3 separate regions of the Sus scrofa genome follow, and all the other regions are linked to region 1. A link is a contact called in public Hi-C and HiChIP or PLAC-seq data. All regions are on one chromosome and are shown on one strand. Each heading gives the region's core, a stretch centred on a gene start, on an enhancer-like site or on the middle of the called end of the contact. The rest is flanking DNA. Distances are from core to core; before and after follow the strand shown.

What was found. Hi-C and Micro-C count contacts between places; a contact is called where the count stands out from the background. HiChIP or PLAC-seq counts read pairs in DNA pulled down with a chosen protein or histone mark.
Region 2: a contact with region 1 is called in an H3K27ac HiChIP or PLAC-seq map of alveolar macrophages. The contact joins the enhancer-like site here to the promoter of PLCL1 in region 1. A contact is called at or near these places in 1 of 5 promoter capture datasets (liver), 34 of 47 Hi-C or Micro-C datasets (adipocytes, adipose tissue, alveolar macrophages and 18 more) and 2 of 2 datasets of contacts at active chromatin or transcription factors (alveolar macrophages and skeletal muscle).
Region 3: a contact with region 1 is called in a Hi-C map of fetal skeletal muscle, with 6 times the contacts expected there. The contact joins the enhancer-like site here to the promoter of PLCL1 in region 1. A contact is called at or near these places in 1 of 5 promoter capture datasets (liver), 29 of 47 Hi-C or Micro-C datasets (adipocytes, adipose tissue, alveolar macrophages and 18 more) and 2 of 2 datasets of contacts at active chromatin or transcription factors (alveolar macrophages and skeletal muscle).

The regions. Positions count from the first base shown.
Region 1 is chr15:101,621,895-101,625,725 of Sscrofa11.1, reverse strand. It overlaps PLCL1 (inactive phospholipase C-like protein 1), which reads right to left and starts at 1,908. Exons shown (of 9, transcript XR_002339304.1): 1 at 1,180-1,908.
Region 2 is chr15:101,931,046-101,934,704 of Sscrofa11.1, reverse strand. All of the region lies in intron 5 of PLCL1 (inactive phospholipase C-like protein 1), which reads right to left. Among named protein-coding and RNA genes, the nearest start is that of PLCL1, 310 kb to the right of the region's middle. Within about 2 kb of position 2,169, at least 2 of the 83 cell types and tissues checked have an H3K27ac peak or open chromatin away from gene starts, as enhancers often do. A contact at or near this core is called in alveolar macrophages, where this site is marked.
Region 3 is chr15:102,067,439-102,071,212 of Sscrofa11.1, reverse strand. It overlaps PLCL1 (inactive phospholipase C-like protein 1), which reads right to left. Exons shown (of 9, transcript XR_002339304.1): 6 at 1,669-1,738. Among named protein-coding and RNA genes, the nearest start is that of PLCL1, 450 kb to the right of the region's middle. Within about 2 kb of position 1,777, at least 8 of the 83 cell types and tissues checked have an H3K27ac peak or open chromatin away from gene starts, as enhancers often do. A contact at or near this core is called in fetal skeletal muscle, where this site is marked.

The DNA.
Region 1 (3,831 bases), core at 659-3,158:
AACAGAAACTACTACAAGTCATTTGCAACTACTACCCACTCTTATTTTAATATAGAAATCTCCCCGTTTGGTTTTAAACTTCCATGTGTCAGTACTGGGGGAAAGCCTAGATCATACTTGGATGGATGAACTGTGGGAGCAGTCTACCCACACTGGAACTAGGAGCTTCAATTTAGAGCTTGAAAACACAAGTACGTTGAATAGTTGGTAGTTCCAAGTCCATCTTTCATTATCATCTTTGGGTTATTTTTATGTATAAGTAGTTTCATACTGACTGCTCTACCAAGATCGACTTTAACGTCATCTACCCCAAGATTACCCACATGCATCTACGTTAAGAGACCCTTTGCCAAAAAAAAGCCTTTGGGAGGGCTCTGACTTCCAGGAGACCTTACCCCATGTCACGCACCCAAGATGAAATCTCGAACAAGAAACAAGCCCCAAGTGGAAGACAGAGATAGGGAAGGGGCGAGGCTTACGAATTTTTAGCCAAATGAATGGAGAGAAACCCTGACTGGTAGTTGAGGGTTGGGAAGCTTTTTCCTGGATGTGGTAGTAACCACAAGGACCCGGGATGTTGCTTGGTGGATCGACTGCTTTCTGGTTGCGCTTTCTGCAGCGCAGCTTTCTGCAGCGCAGAAACTGCACTCCACCTTCACTTTTTACTTTGCCGCAGAGTCCAGTGAAAACTCTGCCTGCCTCCTGAGAAAGTTCACGCTTCGTGAGATTTCAAGAGAGTTTGACTCGAGGGTTTTGTTTTTATTTTCAGTTGAGGGTAAACTGTGTATTTCCTTTACTGTGCTGGAAAAGCTAACTTCGTTGGAGAGCAGTGCACGACCATCCCGCGGGTCTGCATTTATATTGAGTCCTCCCTTCCTCCTTAAGGATTTAGCGAAACTTTCAGGGAAAATGAGGGAAAGCATCCATCAAAAGGCTAAGACGCCCAGCGGAACTTTTCCACCGCTGTCAGGGAAAAAAAAATCACTTCTGCTTCTCACAGCCAAGAACTGAGTCTGGGAACCCCCGGACAAGGAAGGAAGGCTCAGTAATGAAGGAGACGGGACAAAACAATGCCAAGCCTGCGATGCCTCCGGACACCGCACATCCTGCCCTGGCCCGCGATCCACACACCACCCACCATCCACACCCACGTTCCTGGGGCCGAGAGGCCTCGCTTACCTTGATGATGCTGCTGCGCCGGGGGGTCGCCCGCGCAGTCTCCAGGAGGCCGGCCTCACTGTCCGCCGGAGTCCCTGCAGCCCCCGGCAATGCGACCCCGCTGCGACGGTCCCTCCACCGATCCCCAGGGGCCGCCGCCACGCAGTCCCCGGAGGCGGCGTCTAGGCCCACTCGGGGGTCATCTTCGCCCCCAGCCGCTTCTGGCGACGAGGGACCCTCCCTGCCGGCTGCGCCCTCGGCCATGGCCGAGCGCGTTTCGGGCTCCCTGGGGGGAGGAGGCACGCCCAGGAGCAGAGTCCAACCGCTGGGCACTGGTGCGCTCATGCACCGGGAGGCGGCCCCGCCAGACTTTGTTTCACCGCCCGGTAGAGGCTGAGGCGGCGGTAACTTTCTGGAGAGGAGACATCGCTCGAGCAGAGACGTCCGCAGGCTTGGGTCCAGGAGGCCGGCAGTCCGCGGGGAACGGCGGCGGGGGTGGGGAGAAGATGTGAGCGAGAAGATAGAAGGAGAGGCGAAGAGGAGAGGGAGGTGTCCGAAACGTGATGCAAACGCCCGCTATGCGCCAGACAAAAGGCACCAAGCGCCTGGCCTTCGGAGCCGGGACGCGCCGGCCTGAGAGGGGCTGCAGCCCGGCGACCGCAGCCCGGAGCACCCGCCACCTGCCCGTGGACCGCGGTGCAGCTGCCCCAGGAAGTGTGGCGGCGGTGGCGGCGACCTCCACTCCGCTCTGTTGTGACAGGGAGGGAAGACTTGTTTTGACAGCCCGTGGGGATTGGCAGGCGTCTGGGCCTCTTAGGAGGCTCGCCTCGCCGAGGGGAGGTGGGCCCGACCAATCCCCACTGCTGAGGGGTGTGCCCGAGCTCGAAGAATGGAATGTGTTCTCTAAGTGGGAGCCGGCCCAGCCGGGCTCGTGTACTCATGCGAGGGTGTGAGCGCGCGCACGCGCGCGTGTGCGCAGCCGGAGCCGCTCCATGTATATTTTGGGAAGTTTCGATGTTCGAAATGAACCTGAAGATGCAACAAAATCCAGGAGGCGGGGGGAGGGGAAGGAAACCTTCATTTGCAAAGCAAAGCAATTTGGAGGAAATGGGGTTGTTGAGTATTAATGTCAAAACCTTTGGGGTTGCGCAGAGTGCATCAGGGGTTAATGGCAGGCTCTCACTTTAGAAGGTAAGTTCATGCAGAGATAAACTAGGGTTTACTGGGGCCCTGGAGTTGGATAATCTGCTTCAGAGTCCATGAAAAAATCTTCAGTTCATTCTGCAATGTGAATATGACAAGGGAAGGGAATCAGATAAAAGAGGTGAGGGTAATAAGAAATCTAACCAACTAAATCGCTCTGGAGAATGACTTCTCACAAAGCACAGATATGATGGATGTTGGCTAAGTACAAGATGAGGTGGGGGATTTAATCTCTCTCCTAAAACATCGCTATTTGATAATGGTTCAACCTCCTTTCTCTAGATAACCCTATATAAACATATTTTACTCATTTCCAGCAAGTTAGCAACCAAGAGGAAAGATATCCTCGAATGATGCATTAAGGCACTGAAATTAACCACAGAATGCTCAGATAGATGAAGAGGATGGCTCTGAGATTCCCTGGTAGGACAAAAGATTTGACATTTTAGTTTAAGAATTTTTTAAATACTAGTATCTATGTTAAACCTCATTTGTAACATTAACTTATATATTAATTATTAATTATAATTTGAGATATGACTTGTTCCTTTGGCCAAGAACATGAAAAATTCTTCAGCCTTTTAGACCCAGAATTTGTTAGAATATCATAATTTTAGAGATGTAAGGAGATTTAGGGATCATCTAGTATGGCCCTTTTATTTTATACATGAGATGAAGGCCCAGAGAGCTTTAGTTTTTTGTCCACCAGTTAGTGCAGGAGCCGTTATTAGAATCTGTCACTTAACTCCTCCCCAGTAATCTCGTCACTACTTTATCTGGCTCCTCTGGGGCTGCAAACAGCCAGAACTGAATAAGGCCCTTGGGAGTTTTCAGACCTGACATTTATCAACTTTTAGGGAAGACTGAGAAGGCTCGATTTTACCTTTTCTTTAAATATAAATGCAGCCTAGTAATGAATGTACCAGATTAGCAACCTCTGGTTTTAGATCCAACACCACCCTCTAGTGAGAGTCTGAGAACTGCATCCATAATAGAAAATGCTTTTTTTCTTTCTTCTCCCATATGCAAAAGATAGGACGGGTAACTCAATAATTCTTTTCAACTAATCTGCCTTTATAGCCCACAGGCTAGAGGAAGGAAGTAAAAGGGCACCCAGACTTAAAACAACCATACATGTTTATCTTTATAAGAAATATTTTTACTTGCTATCCTCACAAATACAACCTATTTTAAACTATCACTTTTTTCTTTGATATTCAACTATTACTATGTTTTATTTCTGTCTTCTACAGTTGCTTTCAGAGTTTTTCTTTCCTACCCTATAAAAATTCCATTCTTGGTTTTTCCTCTGAGAAATATAAAACTGCAGTTATCTCACTCATTATCTTGTCCTACAATATTAACATCATTTACAGGGATTTCCCATGTAAACGGTTTGTGTACACCATCCCAGTAATAATTTTTAATATTAAAATTAGTGTCATCTTACTAACATTTAAGGTCAGTGAT
Region 2 (3,659 bases), core at 920-3,419, 310 kb before region 1:
TGCTACACAAAAGTTAAAATAAGAGCATCCAAATTTCCCAATTGTCCATGTTGTGTCAGGTTGGCTCAATGAATGTATCTATTGCTATCCATTGCTCTGTGTGTACTCCATCCTGAATACCTCAGTAGGCATATCATGAAAATAAGGACATTCTACATAAACAAAATACTATCATTGCCCCCAACAAAGGTGGCATTCATTCAGTAATTTCATCTAAATGCAGGGCACATTAAATTAGCCCAAATATCCCAAAACATCTTTTACAGCTTTTTTAAAAAATCCAGAATCCAATCAACTTATTAGGAGCATCTTTGAAAATAATGATCCAGTTATGTGAGTCAGAGTAAAAGCATGAGTGACAGCAGTGTGCACAGGGGAGCTCAATAGCAAGTTCACAACAATAAGTACTACTTACTTGAAAGACACACATTTATTTCCACAGCTCCACTCCTGTCTACTCACTGGACACCACTAAATCATCTCACACACACATATATCAAAACATTCCTTCTGAATGACAAATACCATCACTCTTACATTCTTATTTTAAAATCAACTTTATAAATATATATGTCTGGGAAAATTCACCATACGTTCACCAAACCTATTTAATTTTGTGAGTGTCATGTTGCTCTTCCTAGCCAGGCCTCAGATTTTTTCCCAGAATAGATGACTGTGAAAATCAAAACTAGGGGGAGAGAACATTGATATTCAATTCCAGTATTTCCATAGCTGGTATTTTTTAGGCCTCAGCTCTGCAAACCCCAAACCCCCACATTTTTAGAGGATCTTTATTCTCATGTAGAAAATCCAGAACTCCATTTGACAAGCCTTGCATGACCTTGCATGACCTTTCCACATCCACAGACCACTGCTAAGATAAAGAGCACCAGGCTGACCTTGAACAGGGATGGGTCTGCTCTGCACTTTAAAAACCCACCTCCCCATCCACAACTGGCTAAACCAAAAGCATCACACCGGCCTAAGAGTGGGCAAAAAGCAGCTGGCCAGTGACCTATGAACTGGGCTGATGCCAGGCAGCAAGACAGTAATTAGTCAAACCAATCAGATGAGCTGTCTCAGAAAGTGTGCCTGGGAAATTCAAAGAACCTTAGTCTGTTGCTAACAAAAAAGAGGTGCTAGAAAACAGACGAAAGAAAGAGAGGAGAGAGTTGAATCTGGCTAAGGTCACAACACTAGAGTGAAAAATTCATAAATGCTTGCTCCTGAGAGAAGAAAAGACAACACAGTTCCCTGGGTCTGTTTGGATTGTCATGATCTTCTAGCCCAAGGTTCTGTCGGGCTGCCCACACTGTGGCTTTTCTTCTTCCAGGAGATGTGTTGCCTGCATTGTCACTTTCAGTCTCACCTGAAAAAGCCTGAATGAGTCTCTGTTCCCTGTAACTCAGGCAGAAGAAAGAAAGAAAAAAAATGTCTACTAAAGCAAAACAGAGTTTAAACCACGCTTTTGTCCTAAGACTTTCTAAGCGTCTTATAGAAAAAATCAAATCTACCAAAAAGATAGAAAAGACAGGGGCTGTGGCTGATGTCTGCAATGCAAAGGTGATTAACAAACTATGAACAGGCTATGTGACCTTGGGAATATTACTAACTCCTATGAGGGGCAGCTTCCTTCTCTGTTAAACAAGGGGATGGGATGAGATGTTTGAGTTCACCTCATACACCCAGTATCTATCATTTATTAATTAGGGTTCAATTTAAAATTGCTCTGCTAAAATTCATTACCTCATTATTTTAAGTAAGAGAGACTGTCTAGTGGGAAAGAGATAAGGAAGCAATGAGAGTGTTGTGTTAGGCAAAGAATAGGTACTGTGGAAAACACAGGGCAAAGATCCTAACCCTGAGAAGGAGGGAGGGGTGTCAGAAAAGGTATTCTGAGGACTTGGCACCTGACCTAAGAGCTTGGGGCACAGCTCTGGCACCCGATGCAGGTGCAGTGTGTGAACCATAGGACGGTGCTGCCGAGAAGGACAGGATGGGTGCAAGCAGAAGGGACAGCCAGAATGAGCTGGCAACCTTGCTACTGAGGGAGAAGTTCAGCGTGGTTGAGGAAGCACACAGAAGGCGGCCATGACAGGTGAAGCTGGAGGGGAGCAGGTCACTAAGAACTCCCAGGGGAAGTTAAGAAGATTGTGGGAGGAGCCATTGGAAGGGCTTTACGCAGGCAGAATGACCATGACCAGGCTTATGTTTATAAAGGTCACCCAGTTGCTATGCTGTGGAGTGGGGCAGGAATATATAAGGAAGGAAAGACTTTTCACTAACTAGGGTAGTAAATATCTAAGGCAATGGCCATGGGAGTGGAGATCTCTTAGGGAGACATTTAGGAAGCTGACCCAATAATAACTGGTAATTACTTAGAGAAGGAGGTTTAGGAAAAGGATCAAGGATAACCCTGGATTCTCATTTGGTTTGCTAAGCTGTTATTGGTTGTCAAGTAGGGAGAGCAGAGGTGTCACCAAGGGCAGGTAGGAGATATGAATAGAAATGAGCACAGTTTGAGATGTGCTGGCCATGCTGTGGCTGACAGACCTCCAGAGTGCAATGCCTGGGGGTGGTTGGGAGGGATGGATGGGGCGGGGAGGTCATCTAGGGAGAAGGAGAGACACTTGGACTAAAGATATACATTTGGGATTCGATGGCATAGAGGGGGCAATAGAAACCATTTGCATGGACAGTATGACCCAGAAAAAGAGGATGAAAGAAGAGGAGAAAGAGCCTAGACTAAAATCCTAATACTAGAATTTAAGAGAAGAGAAGCGTAACCTGCAAAAACTCCTGAGAAGAAAAAGCCAGAGATGTAAAAGGAAGGCCAGGAATGTCCAGAGGACATCCCCCAATCAAGGGAAGCAGTGATGCAAGAAGGAGGGAGTGAACAGCCAGGTGGAACATGCCCAAGTAGTCAAGTGAGATAAAAGGTGAAAAGTGATATCATATGGTATTTGTCTTTGTCTTTCTGGCTCATTTCACTCAAGATGAGATTCTCTAGTTCCATCCATGTTGCTGCAAATGGCATTATGTCATTCTTTTTTTATGGCTGAGTAGTATTCCATTGTGTATATATACCACATCTAATATCCAGCACAAATGAACATCTCCTCAGAAAAGAAATCATGGACTTGGAGAAGAGACTTGTGGCTGCCTGATGGGAGGGGGAGGGAGTGGGAGGGATCGGGAGCTTGGGCTTATCAGACACAACTTAGAATAGATTTACAAGGAGATCCTGCTGAATAGCATTGAGAACTATGTCTAGATACTCATGTTGAAACAGAAGAAAGGGTGGGGGAAAAAATGTAATTGTAATGTATACATGTAAGGATAACCTGACCCCCTTGCTATACAGTGGGAAAATAAAAAAAATTAAAAAAAATTAAAAAAAAAAGGTGAAAAGTGTACACAAGATTTCCTATGAAGAAGGTGGCTGGTGACTTTGGTGAGAATGATTTAATGGAGTGTCAGGGGAGGAAGATGGATTAACATTGGCTAAGGAGTGCGTGGGAGGTAAGGAAGTGGATACAGCAACTGTAAACAACTTTGCTAAGAAGTCTGGTAGTGTAGGTGTAGGCGAAGAGAGATAGGAAGTAAAGTAGCTGGAGGGGAGCTGAAAGTATTTATAAAAGCCATTTTTACCTATAAAC
Region 3 (3,774 bases), core at 528-3,027, 450 kb before region 1:
AAAAAACCTCCCTTCTCTTCTCTCGCTGTTGACCTCTCTCACACAGAGAAGCTTCCCTTGGTTCTGACTCTGTCTTACTTACAGCCTAGAGGAAGCAAGAAGATGGGGGTTGCAGGAAAGAGAGAAAGGGGAGAGATTCAGAGAATGGAAAACTCAGAATCCAAGTCTCTGCTTAGGCCCCAAGCTCCTCAGGGCACAGGTCATGACTGGACTTGACACATGCCTTACACAAAACAAGTACACAATAAACATCAGTGGGTGTGGTGATTATTCGTGTTAATTAGCAGGGTGTTCTTAATAATAATGAGAGTTCATAAAATGAAGTGATTTTCAACAATGCCCTGTGAAAGACTCTTTCAAGGGCTTCACCAGATGACAGCATCCATTAATACTGTAGCTAATGCCCTTAGTGCCTCTTTCCGCTTTCCAGGAGCTTCAAGCGCTCAACTCTAGAAAAGCATGAGGTCAAGGGTAGGCGGATCCCAGGCTTCCCTGAGGACGTTCCCTGAGGCCCAGGTGATGTTCAGCTATGGGCCTGCCACAGCAACTCCTGTGGACAAGGGTGGGAGGAGGTGGTCTGCATTGTCCACCCATGTCACCTTCCCCCGCTACCTTGGCTCTGCCCTCAGATTCGCTCTGCGCCCTTCTATCCTGGGAGCTCCACCATCATGACTCTCCAGCCCCCTGGGGGTAGCCAGAGGGGTTGCTCTGGTATCAGAGGGAAGCTGTGGCCCTCTGCTCCCTCCCTGTAAGGTTACCTGCAGATGACTTTATCTCCAGAAAAACGCTGCTCCTGCTCCAAGCCAGCACAGTCTGCAAACCTCCCACCTCCCCCCACCTAGAGTTGGTCCAGCTCTGCTGCTGGCAGATTCAGGCAAGTGGGGCCCCCACCCACTTTTATTGAACTGCCTATTTATAGAACATGCTGTGGACTCAGACCCAGAATTCCCTACCTAAAGAGACCCAAGCCCACTTCCAAGGTCTATGTAGGTCTTCTTTCCATGCAGACCCAGTTCTGTCTCAGGGTGGCTGGGGTGCTGTGATTCTGGTGTGCCCACCCCTAGATCTCAGAGTGGCCAAAGAGCAGCTCTTTGTTCGACTGGGAACACAGCTTGGATACATGGCGAGGGTATCTGCACGTGAGCTGGCAAAGAAAGGGCTTTGCTGCACACACTGACCTGGGAGAGGTGAAGAGGGGGAGGGGACAGAGGCTAGCTGTCCCTCTCGACCCTGTTCTAGCAGCACGGTTGGAAGAATGCCATGATGCTGGATGCAGACCCGGCCTTCTGTGTCACTACCCAAGTACCGCATTGGTAAAGTAGGAGGAAAGAACAGTTTTATTCCACGTGTGTTAGCTTAAGCTGTAACTGAAATGTTTGTATTTGTGACTCGTGGGTCTCCCTTTGTGCTCTGCCCAAGGCGCCGCAGCTGTCAGGGGAGAACTGGGCTGGGCGCCACAGGCCCCCTGCCCTCCCAGCTCTGCCAACAGCTGCTGGCTTGAATGATCTCTGTTGGAGGGTGCCCTGTTTTCTGTCGGTGCCTTGACTGACATAGTGCAAAAGCCTGACAGTATCTGGCAATACAGGCTCTCGACTCTAAAGAAAACGTTGAGTGGGTGGAAAAGATAGAAACAAATCCTCGTGCAAAACGAACACCCCCCAAACTCACCATGGGGAAACTCCCAGCAGCCAAAGCAGGGGGGGTAAGGTCCAAGTAATGCACTTAGGGACACATATTCCTGCAAGACACAAGCACACCAAGGGCATGATGGACAGAACAGCCTGAACAGCCCCGTGGGCCGTGGCACTTGAAGGAGTCTTGGGCCACAGGGGCTACATCTGGGTCCTCTTTCTCCACAGGCTATTAAAATTCAATTTTTCAATGTTTGTGTAAGATCATTCCAAAGTTCCCATGAAGGTCTCTATGGAACTGCCACCTACCTTTCAAGTGTGATGATCTTGTGTGGACCCCTCTGAGTTGTCCTGGTTCCCAGACCTTTCTGGGAAAGTCCATAGATGTGTTCCTAGTTTGCAATGGCTATGCTTCCCCCAGCAACATTCTATGCATTGCTTTCTCCCCGTTTCTTTCATGTAGTCATATAAAAATATTGACTGAGAGCTAGTAGTTGCTACTCACTGTTGTAGGAGCTGCGGCAACAATGTTGAGACCACAATGTCCCTGCCTTCATGGAGACTTGAGTTCTAGATAACCAATACTCAAACAAATAGCCATTTTTTCAATATTTACTGAGTATCTTCAATAAGCCAGGCACTGTTCTAGGCTCTAAGGATATAACTCTCAATGAAATACAGGTTCGTGCCCGTGCGCATGCACGTACACACACACACCTGCTCCAAGGAGCTTACATACTAGGATGGGAGATAGACAATAAACAAAGGTAAAAAAGCAAAATACACAGTATATGACTTGCGCTATGTTCCCCAGAATGCGTAACGGAACTGAGGCAAAAGCTGATGGCTGGCACTTTCTTTGAGAGTAAAATCCAGATAAGCAAGAATGAGAGGAAAGAGGATGAGGCAGGGAAGGAAGAAGCAAATACAAGGGAATGGGTGACCAAGCTGGCTCTGGCCTCATAAAAACACAGCCAATTACTCAGTCTCATGCAAAGTCTTATGAATTACTTTGTCTCAGAACAATTCATGTAAAGGAAGAAGTACAGCAGATTAAAAAAGCCACAATTTGAATATAAATTGGTGCATCCACTATGGAAAACAGTATGGAGGTTCCTCAAAACACTAAAAATAGAACTACCATATGATCTGGCAATTCCACTCCTGGAATATATCCAAAGAAAAGAGAAACACTAATCCAAAAATATACATGCAGCCCAGGATTCATAGCATTATTTACAATAGGCAAGATGTGGGAGCAACCTAAGTTTAAGATTAAGCAACCTAATCTCCTTCAACAGATGAATGGATAAAGAAAATGTGAGACAGATACACACACATACCATGCCACACTGGAGTACTATGCAGCCATAAAAAGAATAATATTCTGCCATTTGCAACAAGGTGGATGTACTTAGAGGGTATTATATTTAGTAAAATAAGTCAGACATAGGAAGACAAATGCTGTATGATATCACTTTTAGATTTGGAATCTAAAAAATAAAACAGACCAGTGTATATAACTAAACAGAAACAGACTCATAGAGAACAAACTAATGACTATAAGTAGGGAGAGGGAAGGAGGAGAGGAAGACAGGGGTAGGGAGTTAAGAGACACAAACTACTGTGTGTAAAATAAGCTACAAGGAGATATTGTACAACATAGGAAATAGAGCCAATATTTTGTAATAACTTTAAATGGAATGTAATTTATAAAAATATAGAATCACTGTTTTATACTTGAAACTAATATTATTATAAATCAACAATACTTCAATGAAAAAAAACAGCCATAACTTTTCTGACATTCCTCCCCCTGAGAGCCAGAGCCTATGTCCCCTCTCATGAATCTGGATGGGAATTCAACTCTTTGACGGAAAGAATGTAGCAGAAGTGACCCTGTACCAGGTTCTAGGTCTAGGCCCTAAGTGATTGGCCACCTCTACTTCCTGGCTCTTGGAATGCTTGCTCTTTAAGCCAGAGACCATGCTATGGGAAACTCAAGCAATCTTGCAGAAAGGCCTCTCATACAGAGGAACCAAGCCTCCCAGCCAAGAGCCAGCACCAACCTGCCAGGAATGCGAGCAAGCAAATCTGAAGGTGGATCCTCCAGGCCCAGGGCAGCAGAGATAAGTCACTCCCA